Regions from separate parts of the Mus musculus genome. Here region 2 is linked to region 1. The links are chromatin contacts, called in public promoter capture Hi-C maps. All regions are on one chromosome and are shown on one strand. Each heading gives the region's core, a stretch centred on a gene start, on an enhancer-like site or on the middle of the called end of the contact. The rest is flanking DNA. Distances are from core to core; before and after follow the strand shown. Region 1 holds the start of Shprh (SNF2 histone linker PHD RING helicase). Region 2 holds the start of Hddc2 (HD domain containing 2).

Region 1 (7,734 bases), core at 2,998-5,497:
TGGCAAAGATTCCATTTCAGAACCGTTCATATTTGCATTCTGTTCACCTGGAGATGGCTTAAATATTTACATACTTAGCCCAATCAAGGTCAGGGAAAATGGAAGACATTACGACATGGTTTTAAGGGTAGAATACAGACACATAGGCTATGATTTCTTACTTTCCTGCTCTCAGCAAAATTCTGGTCCTCAAAATCAGTAGGCAGGGAATTGCAAGGTTGAGATCCACTGTCCAGGAAAAAGTTAATTGCTGTATAATGCTTTTAAATGTTCTCTTATTCTTTAGGTTAGTCAGAAATAAATCTATGGCCATTCCACCCTAAACACACCAGATCTCCTCAGAAATAATAATTAGCCTACAGATATAATTTCTTTTGAGAAATAAGAAAAACATTTCAGTGACACAAAGATGAAACAATTTCTTAGGGTTTTTCTTTCCGCCTTTAGTGTGTTTCAAGCAGTGTCTTAGGGTTTTACTGCTGTAAACAGACACCATGACCAAGGCAACTCTTATAAGAACAACATTCAATTGGGGCTGGCTTACAGGTTCAGAGGTTCAGTCCATTATCATCAAGGGAGGAGTATGGCAGCATCCAGGCAGGCATGATGGGGGAGGAGCTGAGAGTTCTACATCTAGTTCCAAAGGCAAACATGAGAAGACTTGCTTCCAGGTAGCTAGGACTAGGGTTTTAAAGCCCACACCCACAGTGACACACCTACTCCAACAAGGTCACACCTCCTAATAATGCCACTCCCTGGACCAAGCATATACAAACCATCACAAGTAGCCAAAAGAAAAAAGAAAATAGATACACTGGGCAAGGATATGTAGTACCATGCCTGGGACTTAAAAACCTTCTCTATGCATCCATGCATTCTTTCTGAATGGACTATCAGAGATGGGGAAGAGGAAACCAAAAAAAGCACAGACAGAAGGACAGAATATGTTTGGGAGACAAATTTTGGAATTTCAGGAACCAAATAAAAAAATAGTGACAAAGGGTAAAATTCATGACATATGATAGCAAGTTGTTAAGTCAGAATAGCAAGGTTACACTTAAGTTTTACAATCAGGAAATTAAGTCACATTTCAAATACACCATTTCTGAAACAAAATAGATGAAAGATTTGAAAATAGAAGGTATTATAATGCAAGATGGTGAGAACCAAAGCAGTTAACAGAGCACAGAGGCAGGAAGAGAAAACCAGGAGAGTCTCCTTAGGGAAGCACAGCCTGGCTAGTTGGGACTGGCAGGAAGACACAGTTTTACAGTTACTTAAAGCCCCATACAAAGTTATTCTTTGAAACTTAATAACGGGGGCTTACTGCTGGGTTTTGAGACTTTCAAAGTTAACATCAATGAATTACCAGTGTAGAACCTTACACAACACCACAGACCCTGAGTACCTTGATTGTGTGAGTGCCGTCTGGTCTCTGGTAGAGTTTTATTCCTCTTCTCTTCTGTAGCCAGGCCAAATCCTGTAACATGTCACTACTGAAGGAGGATTCCACTCGGATTCCCTTGCTACAAACACCGGCTGATCCTTCAAGAACATTTTCTTGTTTCTCTACATTTTTACATTCTGAATGAACATAGATCAGGAACTGACTGCTTGACTCTGAAGGACTCAATGTAAAAGTCCTTTCAGAAAAATGTTCAACTAAACTCTCTTTGGGGAGAAGCTGAAGAGCAAAATCTCCCAGAAATGCTTTCCAAGAATTATCCACACGATAGGGAGAAACTGTAACATTCAAAGTCACAGACAAACGGGTCTCTTCCTCGGTGGCCTCTAAGACGCTCACAGTCTCTGAACGCCTCTTCTTATCTCTGTGAAGTGCACTCTCAGGAGGGCCTTCATCGATGATGATGCAATCAGAAGAAGAGTCTGCATCTGAACAGGCCTGTTCCCCGACCGTCATGGTGAGCGGCTCACTCCTCAGGTCCTCATGCATGTTCCAGTGAAGCTGCTGTTGCCTTTCTTCATCGACCTTCATCGGGGGAGCACGTTTCCTTCGGCTGCTCATTTTCACGCTTCCACTTTCTTGATAAGTAAATGTGAATTCTAAATGACAAATGGAATAGTTGGTGTGAGGCAGGATAAAGACAGGAAAACTAAGAGAATAGAGTCCATACAGTCAAGTCTGGTTAAAGCCTCTGGCTAACTGCAAATCTAGACTCCAGGAAAATTAACAATGTACATCTGCTGTGAAGGTTACCAACACTGAGGTGATATATCTTTTATGAGGAAATAGTTCCAAACAAAAACATAAACATTGCAATATTCAGGCTTACAGCCCTAATGTGCACAAACCTAGGCTGGGCCTCACTCCTCTACTGGATATTTTCTAGGACTCTCACACACAAGACTCTGACTTTCATTCACAGTGAAAATATCCTCATTTCATGAAGCACATCCTAACCCAGTTCCTTATCTTAACAATAACCCTGTGATACTAGGCACATTCCTCAGTAGCCCTTACACAAAACTTAAGTCTGTTATATAATGTGAACTCTTCAAAATAGGTAAATTGATAAGAAGACTTAAGTCAAGTAATAGCTGCTGTGCTTTGGCTATAAAAGCTCCTCACAGATTACATGTCAGAACTGAGATGGGGCCTAGGAGTAGGGAGTCCGATGCTGGTTGCTGAGCCTGGGGGACCAGTCTTGTTTCCTATCCTGTCTGTTTTCTTATCTACCCAGGTGTGAGCAACAAGGTGTGACCAAGCTGCTGCAACAAGAACACCCCACTGTGTCTTCCCATCAGAAGGGATTGGTAATTGGTCACCTCAAGGACAAAACTAACAGGTAAGAAACACTTTAACCATGATCTCATGTATCAAATGCTGTGACAGTTTCACTCATGTTTGGTAGAAATTTTCAGTTAAGAAACAATCCCATTAAAGAAGACAAATTATAATACTATACTTGATGGCCAACAACTAGGAAGACAAACCTCTCACTACATCAGAAATAAATGCCTGTCTCACATGTTAGTTGTATTTAACCCCACACCACTGCTCTTTTAATTCCAATGAGCTTGACAATCCCAAAGCGTTAACAAAACTTCGATCGATCCTTATACAGAGGAGGGAAGAACACACACACACACACACACACACACACACACACACTAGTTTTATGGATTAACAGTGTGATTGGCAGGGAGTATCACTATTCAAAGGTTTGGACCAATTGGAATAGGTGTGGCCTTGTTGCAGTAAGTGTGTGACTGCAAGAGCTGCCTGGAAGCCAGTATTCTGCTAGCAGGCTTCAGATGAAGATGTGGAGTTCTAAGCATCTTCTGCACCATGCCTGCCTGGATGCTGCCATGCTCCCACCTTGATGACAATGGACTGAACCTCAGAACCTGTAAGCCAGTGCCAATTAAATGTCATCCTTTATAAGACTTGCCTTGGTCATGGTGTCTATTCACGGGAGTAAAACCCTAACTGAGACAAAGAGTAAAAGCTTAGACAAAGAATAAAGTGGTGTTAGCGATCATGGGACCTAGGCAAATACAGGAGCAAAGGCAAACACGTAGGAGAAAAACATAGACTTGCCATGATAAATTCAAGCCAAGTGGATTAAAAGGCACCACGGTGAAAAGGCAAGACTGTAAACAATACCGTTCCTCCCACAGGGTACCTTAACCAGAAACCAACATCTTCGTTCACCAACCTAGCGCTACCTGCAGCGTCAAAGTGCACACAATGCACAGGAGCCAGGGCGCTTCTGCAGGCGACTGTAATGCTTGAGAGTTTGCCAGCCTAACTTGGCGGCCTCTGCATCCCTCCCAGCTACCTGTCGTCCCACGCACCGCCAGCCTGCAAGGCAAGTTATCCTCGAAGAAGGAGCCGGAGGGACAGCTCGTGACAGGGCCTCAGCACGCAAGCGTGGGCAGCAAGCACCCGTCCCACGCGAGAAGGGCTCGGCCCACGTCCGGGCTGGGGCCGAGCCGCGGGGCCTCGCAGGGCCGATCACTCCGGATCCCGGAGCTGCGCAGGAGCCCTCGGAGTTTCCCTGACGCGCAGAGCCAGCCTCCCTCCGCCGCGACTCTAACCCCAGAGCCCGCACGCACCCTCACCTACCTCAGCCGCTCTGCAGGCACCTGTCGCCGGGCCCGGCCCTCCTCGCAGGCTGCAGATCCCGGGCCCACAGTCGCCACACTCACCTGCGGGAGTTGCGCATGCGCGCTGCACGCTGGGTGAAGCCTGGCACCCAGGCCGGAAGCCGCCAGCGCCAGCTGAGGAGGCCAGCAGGAGCGCTCGCTCCAGGCGAACGCGCAGGACCAGTCGGGACGCTCCGCCCCTCTTTCCGGTGTTGGCTTCAAAAAGCACCTCTGCGCATGTCCCGTCCCTGAGGTCCCGGTAGAAGACGGTTTAAGTCTCGCGGTGGTTGTGCCTCTCTCTTTTCCCCGCCTCCCGTGGCTTTAGCAAATGCAGGATGGGCGGGGCCCGAAAGAAGGGGCGGGACCTCTTGCCAGAGAGGGCGGGGCTCTTTGCCAGAGCGGTAGGCTTGATGTGAGTTGTGGTTTTCATAAAAAGGCAGAAAGTTACATAAAACGGAATTCACGATGCTGAGCAATTATAATACCCAAACAAATATACAATTAATCCACTAAACCAAAAGAATTCGATCTGCTAAGGAAAAAAAAAAAAAAAAAAAAAAAAGGCAGAGACGATGTCTTCAAAAGGAACTGAGAAAAATGAAGCCAGAGAGAAATTTATTCTTGCCAAGAAAATTACTAAGGCTTTAAATGTTTAAACGTTTTAAGAGAAAAAAAATTATACAGCTATGCTGAAGCAGGCCTCCCAGTATCTTTTCCAAAGGGAGAATTCTATCTTCAGTAGACATAAAAGTCTCTCCTCTGAGGATTTCAATAGTGTGTTTACCAAGTGCTTTGTATGTCCTTCGAATTTTTTTCTGTGGAGTAATTTTTTTTTTTGTTTGTTTGTTTGGTTGTTTTGTAATCACCAGAGCTAATTCCAGGGGAGGAAAAGGTTCGCTTGTTATTTGGCTTTCTGGAAATTCCCTGTTGTGAGACATCTGTTCATGAAAATACTGTGTCTTACCACCTAGTAGATGGTAAATAATCTAATGATAGTACAGACAGGAGAACCGACTTATTGGACACACTCAGATCTTACACGTGAATCCCCACTTTTCATATAACTCAGCTGCCTTGTTTGGAAACAATACAGGTGTGTTGTATCATGTCTAAGCTAGGCTTGGATCCAGTCCATAGTGATAAATATTGCAATTAAGAAAATTTTAATTTTTTTTTCTGGTTTCTGTGTTGTGGTCCAGTAAGTATACATCATGTCTAAACAGAGTATAAATATCAAAATGTTTAAATATTTTGACTGAATTCTCAGCACAGTACCTTTCTCTTGATAGAGGATTTGCTTTGAAGCTGATGGCTGCTCAGTCAAGCTCCTGGCTGGCAGAAGAGGAGGCACCTATAGAAACGTGTTAAAAATAAACACAAGTTCTGGTTTGCAAAGAAAGAGATCACTACTCTATCCGACAAGGCTGAGCCACACAATATGGGTGCTCAGAGCTGAACTCAGATCTTGTGCAAGAGAAGAGTGATCTCATAACCTCTGAGCTCACTCTCCGCTATCTCCCTAGAATGTATTTCTTAAACAAAAAGATGTAACAACCAAAGTGACTCCTTGCTCCATGGCCATGAAAAGAATATCAATCTCACTAGACACCTGCACTGAAGCTTTGGGGTAACTAGGTACATTAACCTAGAAGCAATAATTTGAAAATAATGTATATATTTTTAATTTTCTGAGCAGTGTATCTCAACAATGAGCTCAAAATATTCGGTGAAAACACTTATTAAGCAGATAATCTGCCATCAAGGGGGACGTGCAATACACTTTTTAAGAGCCACAGAACCTTTACAGCTTTAGTATTTACCTCCAACCTAAAGTCAACAGTTGAATTATTTCCCCAGAAGAAAGTCATCCTGTAATTAAAGTTTAAAGCCACTCACCGATTTCTCCTTAGCTGTGGAAGTCCTATAGGCCATGTTCTTCCATAAGAGGTTTGCTTACTCTGTACTGCTCTGCCTTCCCACCCCATAACCAATCTTAGCTCTCTTTCTCCTGATAAAGCTTTACAGTTTCTTCTCCATCATTTACTGTTTCAGTTTATACTTTTAGGTTACAAGGATGCTTTTCCCCCCATAAGCCACATGAGCAAACCATCTGCTAGCGCTCAAGCTCTGCCTCCTGCAAGACACAGTCTCTGGTGGCTGCCTTCTAATTAAGATGTAGAGCTCTCAGCTCCTTCTCCAGCACCATGCCTGTCTGAACACTATCAGGCTTCCTACTATGATGATAATGTACTGAACCGCTGAACCTGTAAGCCAGCCCCAATTAAATGTTTACCTTGTAAATGTTGTCTTGGTCATAGTATCTCTTCACAGGAACGGAAACCCTAAGCCGCCTCCTAAGGCATGTTTTCCCAACTACCTCAGAACTTTAAGCAATGGGAGTATTGCAGATGAATTTTTGATACCTGTGAAAGAATATTTGTGATGCTAATTTGATAGCTACAAGTAAAATATTCTTAATCTTTTCTAAAGGCCTCAAGCATGACATTTATAATTACAAAAATAATGGCATAACACTTTGAGAGTGAATATGATACCCCAAAGGCTTTGAAACAGTATGTTGGTGGAAACTGCTGCTTGGCAGGGAATGGAAGAGCCTTTACAAAGCCACCATCCTGCAGAATAACAGTGCATGCTGACTCTACCACCAGTGTGTTAAGTCAGTTCCCGGGAGACATAGCAAAATTAAATATTAGCTCTATTTCTTTTAGGCCCTGCCAAGTTTCTGGGCTCCTCAGTAGGTTCTTAAATGAGATTAAATGTCTACCAGCCTGAAATACTGAACAACAGTAGTATTTGATTATACCAATCATATCTGCATACCATAACACCTCATCTTAGATTTAAACTCCTTGGAGTTAACTTTAAGCAAGTTTTCTACTGGGAGAAAACACAGTACACTAAAACCTTACACTAAATTGGCAAGGTTGTAATTTTCCTAAGCAAGACCTCCCCCCAAAACATGGGGAAATAAAACCACAAATAGACCAGCAGGAGGACATTAAATTAAAAGGCTTCTGTACAACATAATGCAACAATCAATAGGTCGGGAAATACATGATACTATACTGATTATAGGAAAAAAAGAATTGTCAAGTACAACTCTGACAAGAAGTTAATGCTCACAATATATAAAGAAAAACAACTCAATACCAAAACAACAACAACAAAAAACCCCACAAACAACAAACAAAGCATCCTTAATAATCTTATAGGAAAACTAGATACATGCTTCCAGAAGAATCATATTAGATCCAAACTATCTCCAAATAAAACAAAGAGCTTGATAGGAAACACTGAAACCGCTAGTCAAAAACAAAGACAGTATTCCATAGGACATAGGTATAGAAAAAAAAATGTTCTGAATAGGTCTCCATTTGCCCAAGAAATTAGGCCAAAAGTTGACACATGGAATTCCATAAACTAAAAACAAAACAAAGCACACACACACAAAACAACTTCTGTAGCTAAGGTTTTTGAGTGAATACTTGACCCCCAGAATGAATGAGAATTTCTACCAACTATATACCTGACAGAGGATTATTTTCAGAACATATAACGAATTTAAAAAATAAAAATAAAACAACCCCTTCAAACAAACTGCAT
Region 2 (7,734 bases), core at 2,689-5,188, about 20 Mb before region 1:
TTTCTTCTATTCTAACGAAAGCCATGCCGTTTATCTATACATACTAAGAAGACTGAAGCCTGTCTACTGTCATATGACCCTGAACATGCCCCATTTTGTCTGATTTTAGAACAGAGGCCGGCCTGGCTAGTATTTGGATGGGAGACTGCCTGGGAATACCAGGTGCTATAGGCTTAAAAGCCAGGTGGTGGTGGTGCACACCTTTAATCTGAACACTTGGGAGGCAGAGACAGGAGAGTCTCTGACTTGAAGGCCAGCCTGGTCTACAGAGTGAGTTTGAGGACAGCTGGGGCTACACAGAGAAAGCCTGTCTGTCCTAAAGAAGCAAAAGAAAGAGAGAAAAGAAAATAGAAAACCAATATGACCATCTGTTCCTGAGTCAAACACAGGGGGAACAGGCATATAGTCCTATTCTTACACTAAACAATGGGGGGGGGGGTAGGAGGGGGATAAGCCAAAACCAATTCTGTGGTAAAGAAACCCTTGCTTAGAGAAGACCGTTAACTTTCTAAAAACACTCAGTATGGACAACCTACTGCAAGACTTTCTTGAAAACCTCTCGTCATTAGTCCCACAAAGTCTAAGCTATTAAGTACTAAACTCTATACATACTCAGCTAGTTGTCTACTAACTCTATACAAACTAAACTAGATGTCTACAAAGTATACATACACAGCTAGTTGTCTTCAAACTCCATACAGATTCAGCTAGTTGTCTACAAACTCTATACAGACTCAGCTCTATACAGACTCAGCTAGTTGACTGTCATAAGTTGAGCTCCATCTGAACACTTAGGCCCTAAATCTCAACAGACATCCTCTCCAATCTCCCCCTTCTGAGACTGGCTAGGTAGTGTCCTCCTATACTGCAACAGGGCTAGTGAATGGATTTGCTTAGGGGACAGGTCCTCCGTGAGGTCTTTTACAGAGTCGATAAACAGCACTGACCTCTTCTCTCCTGTGTTTCTCTTCTTTAGGGATGTTATCTGCGGGTGCTATGTCCCCAACGATGCATTCTGCCATATCGTGAACCAGGGCTAGGCGTATACATCTGACCAGGCAAGAAATGTTGAATAATTACACAAAATCACATTCACTATAAGTATCCTTTCTACACTATCTTTTTAAATGTATGTTAACAAACTACCATTGTCTTCAGACACACCATCTGATCCCATTACAGACGGTTGTGAACCACCATGTGGGTGCTGGAAATTCAACGCAGACCTGGGGAAGAGCAGTCAGTACTCTTAATTACTGAGCTAATCTCTCCAGCCCTCTATACTATTTTTAAGCTTAATAATATATTTTTCTTTCTCTCCCCCATAGACTATTTTAATACGATACTTTCTAAACTAATTATACTCTACCAACCTATATTAGTACTGAATCAGAATTGCTTATAAATACTTAACACAATACTATCTATCTGTATGGTCTAACAGAGTATAGGATAAACTGACTTTTAAAAAAAATGGCTGATTTTACAAATGCTCATTTTAGGAGGTTCCACAAAGTCAGGAGATGTTTTACTTACACAAAATTTAGAACTCCAATGTCCTATTGCCAAAACAGTCAATATATATGGTAATGGATGCAGCTGAACTGACAGGGTTTTGAATTTGTATGGTAAGGCTACTGACCTTACAGCTTGTAGTGTACTGGCCTACCATGCACAAGGTCCTGAGTGTGATGCCCAGAATCACTAACAGGGGATAGAGGGAAGTACTTCATAGGGGAGACATGAAAATTACATTAAATAATGTTCTCATTCCATACTGATCATTTAACTCATGGCTATGAGAATAATCATCAGAATGGCAGGTGCAAATAATGAGGCAGGTGCCCCAGAATGGCTGGCATTTTTCAGTCTTAATACTCAACAAAGGGTCTCAAAGCCTCCTAGGTTTCCCACCTCCATTTTTTTTTTTTCTGGTCCAGGTCAAAATCTCTAACCAACTTCATTCATATCTCCAATTGACTTTTCATTTTTGTCTTGTGGTTTTTGTTTCTAAGTTCCCTAAGTTCTACTCTATCTGCAGAGCAACAGGACTTGCTGGGCTCCCCAAAAACATCCCTGTAGTCAACCTTACTTCCTTTTATTCCCCAAAGTACTCCATTACCTTCTCACCACCAGGATTTTGTTTCTGGACACTCTATATGCAAAGCCTTTCCCTACTTCTTAACCTATGTCACTTAGCTCAGATGCCATCTAACCCGTGAAGACCAACCAAGAACATGAGATCTTCCCTGCTACTGGAACAACTGGCTAATTTCCTACCCTAACTTATTTTGTAATTTTTATTGAAGCCACATCAGTCCTGTGCAATTCATTTGCTGTCTTCTTTGTAAACTCTTGTCTTGTGATTATCAAGCATTAAAAAGAACAAAAACAAAAACTTGCTGATGATCTAAAGAGATGCTAACTCTTTATAGCTCCTATGTAGTTATTGCCACACTAGTTCAACAATATGGCCTCAGAAATGGCTATCATTATTCATAAAAGCAGATAGTTCAAAGCCAAGTAAATACTAATTAATGCAAAGATACAATTCACACATATTCACCCTTTAAGGCCCTAACTTCTCACTTGTTTCCCCTGAGACCAACGCAGAATGTAACAGAAAACTTACTATAGTTTACAACTGAAGTCATCCTCACACAGAGTCCAGAAACCTTCATAAGCATCAATGTTCAAATAACTTACCTATCCTTGTTAAGACGGTCATCTCTGGTCACCATGGCCATAACTGCCATCCGGTACATGTGATCTGACACGCTTTCTGGCTTTTCGACATTTCTGTATACCCAGCCAGTCCGTGGAACTCTCTAATAAATAAGATAAGGAATTAAACAAAACACTATCCCTGGGAACAACAACAAAAAATGACAGGTGCTCTTCAAGAAAATGCCAGAGAATGGCCACAGAGCCACATGTCAGCTGAGTCGTGGTTTCAAACCTATTTTTTTAAAAATGTTTCATTTAAACTAATCATATCGATAAAAATCTGAAATCTCACTAGTGAGTGGACAATTCACAAATATACAAAAATGTTCAAAAGTATACAAAAGTCCAATAGTCTTTACTCTGTGCTAGTGAAGTATAACTATGGGATAATACACAAAAAGTTTTTAGACATAAAAGCAAAACTGGTGGTACGCCTGGTGGTACACGCCTGGAATCTAAGAACTCAACAGGTGAAGACCCAAGTTCCAGGCTGCCAGCCTGTGCTGTTCATCTGTGGTGTAGTTAGGAAAAATGCAAAGCAAAGCCCCAGTATTATTCCTAACTATGAGAGTAGTAGGTTTGTGCCGTCCAAAAACTCATTTCATACAATAATAGAATATTTTGTACATGCAACATGTGACAGACTCTCCAATTCTAACTCAGATGGCTTGGAGGAGTTTCCATGGCAGTCAAGCCTTTCACTACTTCTCAACCTGTGTAAGTCTGCATTTTCTCTGGGAGTTCTATGCATCTAACGAATTTCACAAATAGTCGCAGTGTTACAGAACAGCTCATCTTGGAACAAAGGGGGCTCTGCACAAGCTCTGCCAAGCAAGGGCTGGTGCACGCTGAAACCGATTTACTGAAACCAACAGTTCCGGAAGTCACGGTGATAGAGGAAGGTTTCCACAGCCTACGTGCAGGGGTTTCGGCTCCTGCCTTCCGCTGCCGCTCCGCAGCATCGCCATGGCCTGGGTTGTGGCCGCGCTGGGCATGGAGCGTGCACGAGTCCCCGGTCCAGCCTCGGCTGCGTACCCGCCAGCAACGCCGGGCTGAGCGAGGGAGGTTGCGTGAGGTCGGTGCCTGAGCTGGGCCGCACCGCCTCCCGGCCAAGCCGATCCCACCCGCTCACCTTGAGCTGCCCAACTAGACGCAGAAAACGCAACAGCCCGGCTCCAGAGCCGGACGAGGCCAAAGCCATGCTGAAGTGCATAAGAGCTGGGCGGTGTCAACCTCAAGCCCCTCCCCATTCCCCTTCAGCTCCTCCCCGCCCTCCTTCAGCTCCTCCCCGCCCTCCTTCAGCTCCTCCCCGCCCTTCTTCAGCTCCTCCCCGCCCTCCTTCAGCTCCTCCCCGCCCTCCTTCAGCTCCTCCCCGCCCTCCTTCAGCTCCTCCCCACCCTTTGGCTCCTCCTCACAGCCCCACTTCCTCCTTTGGTAGAGCACTTTCTCTGTACTAAGGTCTGTGCTCAGACTTTGGATGGTCTCTGCCCAAGTAACCATCAACTTTCACAGGAATCGCAGCTTGACGCTAAGGGCAGAAAGGCCTAAGGAGGATGAAGCTGGATAATGCCTGCAAACCTTGCTTCTTAGAAGCCCAGTGTCTGATTGGCAGGAAGAGCTAGCTATAAGAAGCTTCGCTTAACCAGTTTAACAAAGGCACTGGGCAAGCCTGTGAAGGGAGGCAATGCTTGGCAGACATACCAGGAAACTTTGGAGGAAGCAGGAAATGGGCTAGTAAGAGGAAGCCCATGGTGAAACCACAAGCATCCATTCTGCCAGGAAACTGATCAGGATCTTCCAGGACTACCTGACTAGTTTCCATTGACAATTTGATGGTACAAACTTTTAAATGCAGTTAATGGATATGGACAAATTCAAGCAGAGGGAGTCGAGGATATGAATAAGATTCAAGAAGAAAGAGAAATAAAAAGGAATTCCAATTTTATTTGTAACAAAGTAGGTTTATTTATTTACAGGGCCCTAAAAGGTGATGGTTCTAATGAACCATTGTCTGTTCTCGTTTCTCACTACTTGATATACCTACCACCTCTTCCATATGAGCCCGAATACTATACCGGGAACTATACTAGAAAATGTATAGTCATCATAGCATAATGTTGGTATAGAATGTTGCTCAGTAGATTCTACAGAACCCTGAGGCAGCATCCATGAGCAGCATCCAGGATTCTAAAGTCAGCTCTACAGAAGAAATGAAAAGTTGGCAGTATAGTGTAGCTGTGCATGAGGTCCCAAGTGCTCTCCAGCACTGAAGTAGCATCCATGAGCAGCATCCAGGATTCTAAAGTCAGCTCTACAGAAGAAATGAAAAGTTGGCAGTGTAGTGTAGCTGTGCATGAGGTCCCAAGTGCTCTCCAGCACTGAAGTAGGTGAGTGGTTTGTGTTATCTATAAAGCACAAGCTTCAAATGCCAGCACCACCAGGCTGCCTTGCTATGCTAAGGTCCTAGGTGTAGAAAGCCCTATTCCTGGTTTTATATATAGTCCCTATCTGCTTTCTCCCTATAAATCATACTGTTAGTCACTCTAATCAGAGTGTTTGAATCAGGTGTTATCGCAGTAAAAATGCCTGTGAAAGTGGCTTTTTAGAGTATAAAACTTTCTGGAAATCATAAATAGGACTTTATGGAAGTAGAATATCTTAAATAGCACCTTGCTCACCACCCTAGTTTGACAGTGTGAACTTGGGAGAGTAGGGGCTCTTTAGTCAGAGCATCCAGCAATTTGTACTCTGAGGGTTAAGAAGATTCAAATGAGTAAAGTATTTGATGACAAAGACAAGCCATATGTGACAAGAAAATGTTTTTTTTCATAGATGCACATGAAGAATATCAGCTGAAATAACTCACTCCTATCCATTATACTTGGGAGGAGTACAAAAAACACAATCCAAGAACGATTCTGGGGTTTCAAGAAGCTGTGGTCATAAGACTCTTGCCTTGTTTTCTTGGAGTTTTCTCACAAGCACTCAAGATTCCCCTTGCTCAACTCCATTCTTAGACTGTGGTCTGACAGCACCCATCACTCACATCAAGATTTAGCAGTGAAAGAACATTCTTCTTAGAATAGGAGCAGAGGAAACACCTAGAGACCTCATGAGTGACAGATGTCTTGAAACACTGGTGTTACTTAAAGATCTCTTGCAAAGGAACACAGTGGTTCTCGGGGATGTAAGAAGTGTGTGTTGCCTCGGGTGTGTAGTGAGGCTTTTTGAGAGGCCGGCAGAGTTGTAGGCAGTTTTTAGGTGAGTTACTGACCCTAGAGGAGACAAGCAGCATAGCATGGAGAGAACTCTGACCTGGACCTAAGCTCCAGCTTTCCACGTCAGGGGAATCTTGGGCAGGAGAAACCTCTGAAAAACTACTGACTTGTCCCTTTAAATGTTGACCATTTAGTTGATGTTTGCATACCACAGAAATTTAATAACTACTCAAGTCAATATTCAATGTATTCACTTGATTCTACAATTTATTCCAAAGACTAGTACTAGGGATTTATCAGTGAAAGTCTGATCCTTTATCTTTGCTCTCTTAAAACCTATTTTTTAGGCACATGGTGGTACATGCCTTTAATCCTAGCACTCAGGGCCAGAGGCAAACAACTATCTGAGTTTAGGTCCAGTTGGTACTATGACAGCCTTTTCTGAGTGAGTTATTGGACAGTCGGAACTACACAGAAAACCTCTGTCTCAAAAAACAAAAACAAAAACCCTAACTAAAAGTTTAATCTCCATTCTTAATTTGACTAGATTGAGAAACATGCAATGGTTTCATAAAGCACACCTCTAAGTGTATCCATGAAGGCATTTCTGAGAGGATTAAAGCACAGTAGTTCTGTCTTAATGAGTGAATTCATCCCTTGAAGGTTTTATATTATTATTATTTATAGTATTATTGGCTAAAGTAGAAGATGGGATAGCTAGAGGAAGTGGATGGCTGGGGTGTGCACCATGGGCCATATCTTCCTTTGGTTAATGTAATAATCAGCTTTAATTGTCAAGGTGACACAATCTAGAATCACATGAGACAAGAGTATCAATGAGAGATTGTGTAGATTAGGTTGGCCTGTGGGAGTGTCTGTGAGGGATTGTCTTAATGATGAGTGATGACCCAGCTGGAGAATGGGAGGTACTATTCCTTGCATTTGGATAGTCAGCAGAGCAACACACATGTGCACAAGGACTCATTTCTCTCTTCTCTCGACTGTGGATGTGTAGATGTGATGTGACTTGCTGCTTTTATGTACTGTAGCCTGGAATGTGACCTAAAATAAGCCCTTTCTCCCTGTGTTGCCTCTTGTCAAGGTATTTTATCATGGAATCAGAAGAGATGCTAGGACAGCCTTTCCTGTGCTTCCTGTCTGATACAATGTTCTGGTCCACCACCCTTACCTACCATGATGGGATGGGTTGAACCCTCTGAAACCTTGAGGGAAAAAATATTCCCTCAATAGGTTGTTTTTCTCCAGTATTTGGAAACAGTGACACAGAAGCCTGATGAATACGAAGAGAGAAAACACAAACTCTTGCCACACGGGGCTTAGATTACAGTTGGGAGAAAGATAGTTACAAGTGAGCAGAATGTCCCAATACGTCAGATGGTGTGATAGGACTATGATTGTCAGTTTGATTGGATTTTAAAAGCACATATGGAATTAAGGAAGCATACTTCTGCATGTGTCTCTAAAGGAATTTCTAGACAAGTTTGGCTTAGGAAACAAACTTGTCTAAATATGGATGGCACCATCCAATAGGTGAGAGACCTTCATTGTATAGGGGTGGGGCACAGAAATACAAAACGTGTAGGTATAGAGTCTCTCTCTCTCTCTCTCTCTCTCTCTTCTTCCTTTCCTCTCCTCCCTCTCTCATTTTCTTCCACCTTTCCTCCCTCACCCCTCTCTGTCTCCCTCCCTTCTTCATTCCCTCTATTTTCTGATACTGGGGCCACATTGCTCTGCTATACCTTTTCCACCATGGTGAATTAGAAACACT

Evidence for each region. Promoter capture Hi-C pulls out the DNA fragments that hold promoters and counts their contacts.
Region 2: a promoter capture Hi-C map of pre-B cells shows a contact between it and region 1. The contact joins the promoter of Hddc2 here to the promoter of Shprh in region 1. A contact is called at or near these places in 1 of 39 promoter capture datasets (pre-B cells) and 1 of 484 Hi-C or Micro-C datasets (CD4 T cells).

Annotation. Positions count from the first base shown.
Region 1 is chr10:11,145,943-11,153,676 of GRCm38.p6, reverse strand. Shprh (SNF2 histone linker PHD RING helicase) reads right to left here and starts at 4,247. Exons shown (of 30, transcript NM_001077707.1): 1 at 4,091-4,247; 2 at 1,409-2,064. The coding sequence starts at 2,026.
Region 2 is chr10:31,309,609-31,317,342 of GRCm38.p6, reverse strand. Hddc2 (HD domain containing 2) reads right to left here and starts at 3,938. Exons shown (of 6, transcript NM_027168.2): 1 at 3,860-3,938; 2 at 2,707-2,828; 3 at 948-1,050. The coding sequence starts at 3,928.